Regions from separate parts of the Sus scrofa genome. Here all the other regions are linked to region 2. The links are chromatin contacts, called in public HiChIP or PLAC-seq maps. All regions are on one chromosome and are shown on one strand. The core of a region is the stretch at or near the end of the contact, and the rest is flanking DNA. Distances in the headings are between cores, read along the strand shown.

Evidence for each region. HiChIP or PLAC-seq counts read pairs in DNA pulled down with a chosen protein or histone mark.
Region 1: a contact with region 2 is called in an H3K27ac HiChIP or PLAC-seq map of skeletal muscle. The contact joins two enhancer-like sites. A contact is called at or near these places in 6 of 47 Hi-C or Micro-C datasets (alveolar macrophages, embryonic fibroblasts, heart right ventricle and 2 more) and 2 of 2 datasets of contacts at active chromatin or transcription factors (alveolar macrophages and skeletal muscle).
Region 3: an H3K27ac HiChIP or PLAC-seq map of skeletal muscle shows a contact between it and region 2. The contact joins two enhancer-like sites. A contact is called at or near these places in 1 of 47 Hi-C or Micro-C datasets (embryonic fibroblasts) and 2 of 2 datasets of contacts at active chromatin or transcription factors (alveolar macrophages and skeletal muscle).

What each region holds. Positions count from the first base shown.
Region 1 is chr8:125,141,475-125,144,502 of Sscrofa11.1, forward strand. The region is part of intron 3 of PDLIM5 (PDZ and LIM domain protein 5); the gene reads right to left. Among named protein-coding and RNA genes, the nearest start is that of PDLIM5, 120 kb to the right of the region's middle. Within about 2 kb of position 1,302, at least 1 of the 83 cell types and tissues checked has an H3K27ac peak or open chromatin away from gene starts, as enhancers often do. A contact at or near this core is called in skeletal muscle, where this site is marked.
Region 2 is chr8:125,301,557-125,304,572 of Sscrofa11.1, forward strand. No RefSeq gene overlaps it. Among named protein-coding and RNA genes, the nearest start is that of PDLIM5, 43 kb to the left of the region's middle. Within about 2 kb of position 1,640, at least 17 of the 83 cell types and tissues checked have an H3K27ac peak or open chromatin away from gene starts, as enhancers often do. A contact at or near this core is called in skeletal muscle, where this site is marked.
Region 3 is chr8:125,170,819-125,173,622 of Sscrofa11.1, forward strand. All of the region lies in intron 3 of PDLIM5 (PDZ and LIM domain protein 5), which reads right to left. Among named protein-coding and RNA genes, the nearest start is that of PDLIM5, 88 kb to the right of the region's middle. Within about 2 kb of position 1,288, at least 42 of the 83 cell types and tissues checked have an H3K27ac peak or open chromatin away from gene starts, as enhancers often do. A contact at or near this core is called in skeletal muscle, where this site is marked.

The sequences.
Region 1 (3,028 bases), core at 52-2,551, 160 kb before region 2:
TTATCCTCTCTCCATCTCATCCAGCAGGAGCCAGCAAATTAACAAATGTTTCTTCATCTCATGACATGCTATTTTATTTTCTATGGTTGGTGTTCCCCAATTCAATGCCATTAAGATCTTCAGAAATGCACACCGAATACTACTAATTTTAATGGAGGAGGCAGATAATAAGCCAATAAATAAGATAGTTTTATATAGTGATAAGTGCAAAATTTCCCATTATTCTACTTGATTTTAGATGAAAGAAATTTATTTTTTTTTTTACGTACATTTATTTCTACAAGAACATTTTTATCAGGGAAGAAAGTTTCCTCTGTCCATTGTGTCTCATGTCCACACTCAAAATAACCTCAAAATCATTTAAGGAAAAAAAGGTGCACTTTTCAAATTAGTATTTATAAAATAATTTCTATCAAAAAGAATGTTATAGAGATTATATAGCATTTTAGATGTATTCGAGGTTATATAAAGGGAATTTCAAAGTTCAGGATAATTCCTTCTTCTCGTAAGTAAAATTCTTTCAGAGTGAATATACTGTTTCAATCAAAAATTTCATACAAGGAGACCCATTGTTAAGAAATGGCAGACTTGGGAGTTCCCTGGTGCTCTAGTGGTTAGGACCTGGTACTTTCAACACTGTGGCCTGGGTTCAATCCCTGGTCTGGGAACTGAGACCCTCTATCAAGCTGCTGCACGCCACAGACAAAAAAAACACAACAAACAAACAAAAAACTGGCAGTCTCTACTGTAAAGGGTCAGAAAGCCAGTATTTTAGACTTCCGGGTCACAAGATCTAGGCTCACTACTCTGCTCTGCCATGATAGCAAGAAAGATGATGGAGTCAAAATGTAGTGAGCATGACTGTGTTCCAATAAACCTTTTTTTTTTTTTTTTTTTTTTTTTTTTAATAAAAACCAGGTGGGGAATAGATTTTTGGCCTGTAGGTCAGAGTTTGCCAACCCCTAGTCTATTGCATGGTTTTGACTATAACAAACATTCCAGGACCACAGCTCTTTTGGAATCTAAACCTCATCATCACTCTGCATAATGGAAATTACAATTTGTTCAGACACTGACAGGCAAAAGAAATGAGAGTGGGGCTTCTCATTATTCCTCCTGTGGTTGCAGGACACTAGCTTTCAATCCCTCTTAACTCCTCTACCTCATCTTTCACACTCTGAGACCGAATGATCCATCAAAACTTCCAAACCACCCATTCAAACAAAATTCACACCAGAGGGCGCTGACACTGAAGCTTGGTAAAGGGACAGGTTTAATATTATTGGATTAAGGGTGACATTTTAAGCTCTATTTTTAACTGTGCTACTCGGCACCTCAGTTCCTTTGCTAATATATGGTAAAGGCTACTAAAAATCTCTCTCGCCTCTGCTCCTACATACTATAAATGAAACTATTAGTGATGTATTTTCTTTTTTTTTTTTTTTTTACTTCTAGAAGAACTAAAATGGATGCACCATGCTTTCTGTAAGAGAAGCTGAAAAGCATAACTTCCTTCTTTCCCATTCTTTTCTGCCAAAAGAAAAGACATGGATTATAACACTTTTGGGATTGATATAAACATGTGCTCTATTACAGAGATGCATTATTTCAAAGCCTACTATATATCTTCTTTAGGGCATGATGTTAATTTCCTCTTTCTTTCTCTTTCTTTCTTTCTTTCTTTCTTTCTTTTTTTCTTTCTTTCTTTCTTTCCTTTCCTTTCCTTCCTTCCTTCCTTCCTTCCTTCCTTCCTTCCTTCTTTCTTTCTTCCTTTCCTTCCTTCCTTCCTTCCTTCCTTCTTTCTTTCTTTCCTTCTTTCTATTTTTTGGTCTTTTCTAGGGCCGCACCTGTGGTGGCATATGGAGGTTTCCAGGCTAGGGGTCTAATCAGAGCTGTAGCCTATGCCACAGCCACAGCAATGCCAGATCTGTGACCTACATCGCAGCTCATGGCAACACCAGATCCTTAACCCACTGAGTGAGGCCAGGGATTGAACCTGTGTCCTCATGGATACTAGTCAGATTCATTTCCGCTGAGCCGCAATGTGAAGTCGGATAATTACTTCTGTTTAATATGTCTTCTCTTCCAGCTCCAACCAGGTAGAGTGAAAAAAAAAAATATGATCAATATAGCACTTTATTACTAATAAGAAACTAACAGGATTTGCAAAGCAGATAATCTGCCTTTGAAAAATTAGGTGTTCCATTTGTATATATCTACATTTTTGTGGCTCTTCCATGATGTTATCAAAAAGCCCTTGAACAATAAATGTGGTCAAAATTCATACTAAGAGGAGTTCCCGTCGTGGCGCAGTGGTTAACGAATCCGACTAGGAACCATGAGGTTGCGGGTTCGGTCCCTGCCCTTGCTCGGTGGGTTAACGATCTGGCGTTGCGTGAGCTGTGGTGTAGGTTGCAGACGCGGCTCGGATCCCGCATTGCTGTGGCTCTGGCATAGGCCGGTGGCTACAGCTCCGATTGGACCCCTAGCCTGGGAACCTCCATATGCCGCGGGAGTGGCCCAAGAAATAGCAACAACAACAAAAGACAAAAAAAAAAAAAAAAAAATTCATACTAAGAGAGTAGGTATCAATAACAAACCATATGCACAACTGGATTTTCATAGACTTCCAGCAATACATGATAAGGGTCAGATGCTGAAGGGTAGAATAAAAAGCAGTATAATCAGACACAACTCACACCCTGATGTTTGCCTACTTATTTTTTTTTCTTCTTTTCAGGAAAATCTTAGCACCCGAAAGAGACAGAGAGATTCTACCTTTCATACTCAGACCTTCTCCTATCAAGCTCTTCATTTATAGAAGAATACTTAGAGAAATGGGAGAAACAGCTAAATGAAGACTGCAAATCTAGGCTACTAGCAAAATTAATTAGCTATTCTACAGTTGCTGTATGAGGTTAGTAATTAACCAGTTAGTATGAGGACAGTACTTCTTCCCTTGTAGAACTGTTCTGAGGATGAACTGTGGTCATATATGTAATACTTGTAGCACTTGTGGGCAGAGTAA
Region 2 (3,016 bases), core at 390-2,889:
TTGCATGTCCCTAGGTACAAAGAAAGTTCTGTTGGGTACTTCTGCTAAGAGGTGTTTTTTAAAAATACCATTCTTCACAACATAAACAGGAAAGATGTGGAGTGGGTGGATTAGTCAGAGGATGGAGACTTATTTTGGAAGTATAGAGTGAGAGAAATGACATTTCTTGGCTCAGTTCCCAGTATTGTTTACCGGGCATGTTTTACATGTGAAAAAAGCAGTGTTCACACCCGACAGTCCCATTTTCTAGTCAACTGGTAGTGCATGAAGTGTCTATGGATAGTGTTTGGGGGAATTAAAATTCCGAAGGATTAATTAAAATTAACCTTTGTTATACTTGCCCAAGACAGACATAAAGCACAGAAGCAATATTGAGGAGCCTCACTGACTTCGCTTTTGTCATCTGTATAAAGTGAAAAGGCTTTGCCAAAAGCAAACCAGTCACTGGTCCTTCGTCTCTTCTGAAGACTAGCATAGCTCACCCGAAGATAGCGAATCACTGCCAGTGAGTCGTGAAATAGTCTTCAACTGAGTATATGTCCCTGAGCAGAGTTTCCAAACCCTAAGGCTAATTTTCCATGTCCCTGAACCTCAATCTTGTTAAGTTAGGCTACAGAAAGAAAAAAAAAAAAGTGGAAAATAAATTAAATCCAGCTGTGATCATGCATACCTCCCCGTAACCCTAGAGATGTTTATGAGGCTGCGAGGTTTCAAGGCACATGTTTTGAAAATCACTGCAAACTTTCTTATTTAGTTGAAATTCCCAGATAGAATGTGAAACTACAAGAACCGTGAGGAAAACAGGAAAAGGGGCCTTTTGTTCAACACTTAACCTCTGATGTAGCTTTCAGTGGCAGAGTTATCAGAAGACACGACATGGGTCATTTGTTGGAGGAATGTTGAGAAGGATGTTTTTACATTCAGTTTAACGTACGCTCTAAAAATTGCCAGCTTGATCCATAAAAGAAAAACTAGGTTTCATCAAAATTAAAAAAAATTTTTTTAATTAAAAAAATAAAAATAAAGAACACATAAAAATTGCTAGCTAGTAGTAACTAGTGACGAACTGTGAAGGTGGAGGCACAGACTATTGGCACGGAAGCGAGAGCTTGCAAATTTTCTACATTAAAAATTACGTTAGTGAGAACAAGAATGTATACTTTTCGACGCAGGAAAATACTGTGTCTAAAGAAAATCCAAATGAGGTAGCTTTTAAAAATCAAAAAGAGCAGGAAGATGATTCTGAGCTCTGGCCTTGTTCTTCTCCCTGTTCTTTGTTTCAATCCCCAACCTGTTCGATGAAAGGTGAAAGGGACTCGTCTAAATTCATCCCAGGAGGGGGCCGAAACACCTAAGACTTTGATGTAAGACGCTTTCTAATGTTTAAATTTATGGCCAGTTAAATAGCTGTCTGATTAATTGGCTTTTCAGCTACATCACTTTTGGTAAGTTACAAGTCACTATGAATCAGACTGTCTTTCTGAAAAGCTGTCAGGAATGGCTGAAAGGTTTCTTTTTAGCTTTTGCTCCAACTGACCTGGGAGAAGCCTAGCAGAGGGAGGTTCCGAAAGCCTCCTCCTCCCTCTCCTGGTCGCTACTGGATGAGGAGGGGCTGCCGGGGGCCCAGGACTCTATTCCTTATATGGGCTTGAGTAGCGTGATCTCGAAAGATCTGGGCTTGCTTGCATCGTGCCAGCTCAGCACTGGCTGTTCTCAAGGGAAAAAGTTGTGAAACTCCACCAACCTGAGTGAGGATGAGACATCATCATTGCCCACTCAGAGTTCATGGTCGAGTGCTGACCGTCCAGAGTCAAGGGGGTCAGGATGAAGGTCATCTTATTGATATGGATTGCCAGGGTCAGAAAGGTGACATTCTTCCTCCCAACCCACCACACCCACGTGGGTGGTTTTTTTCCCTTAAAAACAAATTGACTGTCCCTGGAGATTTGAAATGCAGATGGGAAATTTTCTGGGAGAAGCTCGAAAGAAGACATCCACATTTTGGAATGGAAAAGAAAGAAAACCGTTAAATTGGTGATGAATGAAAATAGAATTCGGGATAAAGAGAAGCACAGGATGTGAAAATGGGGAAAAAACAATGGAAAAACTAGAAGACTGTAAGGGAAAATATAAAGCTACAAACGTAACTATTGCCAATAATTTAGTTTCTTATTATGTTTGCCTTTTGAGCATTGATTACATTTGAAATATTTCTAATGATGGTCAATTTAATATTTTTACTGGCAACTTAAGTTCTTGGCTAAACTTCCTAGAGCTATTTATGGACATTTTCCCTCGCCTGCCTATAAAAATACATCACTGAAGTATTTTTAACAGCAAAGCCTGTATGAGACAGTTTACTTTCATGACCTGTCAGATACTTGTGGCTGCTTCTAAGTAGCCTCATTTGTAAACCCTTGTTTGTGAATTTTTTCTCCTAAATTGATGCCATTTTTACAAAAAAAAAAAAAAAAAGGTACTCGTGTAATCACTAAGAATATACTATATATGGCTAAAACTTTGCATAATTTCACACCATTGCAGGTGAGTTTGGTTACTTCTAGAAATAATTTTTAAATCCCAATGACCCTGAAGAAGGATCTACTTTTTCTTTAATACAAGCCAAAGCTGCTGCTATGTTCCTTTTCTTTAAGCTTCAGAATAGTTTATCAGTAACAAGAAGCAGAGAGCAAAACAAGAGATATGCTTTTATAAAATGAGCTATACGAGAGGGGATGCTTTTGAGAGATTATATAATTCTCTATGTCTAACCGGGAAAATACTCCCATTATATAGGTCAGAAATAGCAAATAAGTTTCCTTGCCTGTGCCAATCAGTTGTCACTGATCACTTGCTAGAAAAAGTGTTGGGATTTTCAAAAATATTAATGACTTTATAGAAGTTATGGCTATTTTTGGCAAGGAGAAATATTCCAGAGATGCTACATAGTATCCTTCCCCATGACTACATTCATTAAAAATTTAAAATCTCTGGAGTTCCCATCCTGGCTCAGTGG
Region 3 (2,804 bases), core at 38-2,537, 130 kb before region 2:
CACCGGTAAATGTGACCCAGTGAGTATCAAGTTAGGGCCAATCAAGCACAGACTCCAACTCTCAGGGCAGGCGCTGATCTGGACAGAGAGCAGGTGCAGCCCCCATTAGCCCCTCTCCTGGTGGGGTGGGGGGAGGGGAGGGGGAGGCAGGGGCGATGTGGATGGCAATTCTCTTCTCCCAATGGGCAGAGCAGCAGAGAGGAGAATGAATTACTTCACTCCGCAACTGGTGGGGGGCAAAGGAAGGGTCTGGGTACCTAATCAAGATCTAAAAATGGAGACATGAGAGCTACAGCTTTCTAGAAAGGGATATGACATGGGCGTCTGCTGCCCTCCCTGCAAAAAAGCCTGTTCTTGCCCATTGGTGGCTACAACTTAGTGTAATTCTATGTAACACCACCAACGGCTGCTCATTAGCCTCACTCATTTCTGTACATCTCTGAGCTCTCATTTCCTCATTTTTGACAAACGTATTCTTGGGAAACGTTCGCCCTCAGATGCAGTATTCAATTCCACAAATATTTTAGCCCACAGCATGGGGCGAGTCTACACAGAAAAGGTCAGGACATACTACGGTGGACAAGGGAGGCAAGGCCTCTGCCCTTAGGAACTTATAGTCCAGTAACAGACGTGGATGAGGTTTTACAGGAATGAGATTTTTTTTTCCCTTAAGGCCAAAATGTTGGGAAATTTGAAAAGGGTGTGTGTGAAAGGGGGGGGGGGTGTCGATTTTACAGACATAAACGTACACTTATGTAAAATAATTTTACATTTCATTATAATCATTAAAAGGCAATATCTCTCTGAGGGGCCCAGTTCTGATCTCTAAGGAAACTAGGGAGCTGCAGACCTCACCAGCCCAGAGAAATTTCTCTCAAATTGCTTGAGAAATGCAAAGGGATGAAGTCCACAGTTAAAGGAACATGGCTTTTCCAGAAGTTTGTATCATACGGTTGGCCTCTCTCACACTGACCTGAATTACAGGTTCTGCATGGATCTGACCTGTCATACACCTACACCCCTTGAAAAGGAGCTGTGCCTTTTTTTTTTTTTTCCCCTGTAACTGCACAGTAATTAAGGCAGCCTCTCATCAACTAAGAACCTGACAAATATTTGTTAAAGGAATTGAGTAAACAAGTATTACTAGTAGGAGGGATGAGAAAACCTAAACAGAAGGAACAGACCAGAGTTCTAAGTGGGAGGCAGCAGCAAGAGGAAAAGGCAGCAGGACCTGAATCGGCACAGCTGCTCACGAGAAAGTGACTCAACCCGTTCTGGAGCTTTCCGTGCTCTCACTGCTCTGCCCCGCCTCTGTCTGGCCTGGGCCTGGACGGGCTCCCGCCTCCACCTGCCAGGCTCTGACCGGTCTCCTCCCGTCCACGCAGCCCACGCAGCTGAACCCTGGGCTCTAATCCCACAGCTGACCGTGAGCAGAGTCCCCCTCCACGTCCTGATCTTTGACAGAAGCACAGCATCCGTGCCTCACAGCGTTGTTTTTTTTTTTTTAAGTTTTATTGAAGTATAATTGATACACCATGTTGTGATATTTCTGCTGTGCAACAAAATGATTCAGTTATACATGTACACACATCTATTCTGTTTCAGAGTCTTTTCCAACAGAGATGATCACAGAATATGGGGTACAGCTCCTCGTGCTAGACAACCTTAGGGGGTTCTTGAAAGGCTTAAACGAGTTGCATGCAAAGCATTTAAAAGAATGTATATGTATGTGTGACTGGGTCACTTTGCTGTACAGCAGAAATTGACAGAACACTGTAAACAAACTATAAGGGAAAAATAAAAATCATGTAAACCTAAAAAAAAAATAAAAGGATGCCTGACATACAGTGCCTGCTCAATAAATATTAACAACGATTTTTTAAACCTGGTATTATTGTATTGCCAAATAATTCTTCTGCAGTTGCCAATTTACTAACAACCAAAATTCAGAGGGTCACTGATGGCAGCTGGGACTCTTTTACGATAATCTGAACCCTCTCAGCCCTCTCAGCATCTCCTGCTCTTCCTGTTCTCCCAAAGACTACCTTTCAGCCAGAGTGAAGTACTGACAAGTTCTCAGAGCACAGTGTGCTGGCCTCTCTGCCCAGAATGCCCTCTTTCTTGCTCCTGTTGCCCCCCTGGCAAGCCCCTACTCTTTTTTTTGGTCTTTTTAGGGCCACAGCTGCAGCATATGATGGAGGTTCCCAGGCTAGGGTTCAAATCAGAGCTGTAGCTGCCAGCCTACATCACAGCCACATCGATGCAGGATCCGAGCCGCATCTGCGACCTACACCACAGCTCAAGGCAACACTGGATCCTTAACCCGCAGAGAGGGGCCAGGGATCGAACCCACATCCTCTTGGATACTAGTCGGGTTCGTTAACTGCTGAGCCACAGTGGGAACTCCAAGCCCCTAGTCTTTATTTAAGCTTTGACTCATGCATTATCTTATGGAACATCTTCTTTGCCTCCTTCTGACTCCTTCCTCTATGGTCCAGATGCTACTGGTACACACCCACCTTCTGACCACCCCACCTGTGTTATCAAAAGATCTACTTCTTCCCATTACGGGCTTCTTGAACTAAGAGATGCGTTCATTTCTCTACTTATTCCCTGATCCCGGCATAGTCACTGGCCATATATTTAATAGGCACTGAACACACTTTCAGAAGAAAGGGAGGGAGGCAAAGAGGGGGCTTTCTCTCTCATACATCGTGGCCCAGCAGCCTCAATCTTCTCCTCAATTTCCCCATTCTCTATAGAACTCTTTATCCAGCATTCAGTCAGCAGCCTACAGGACACAC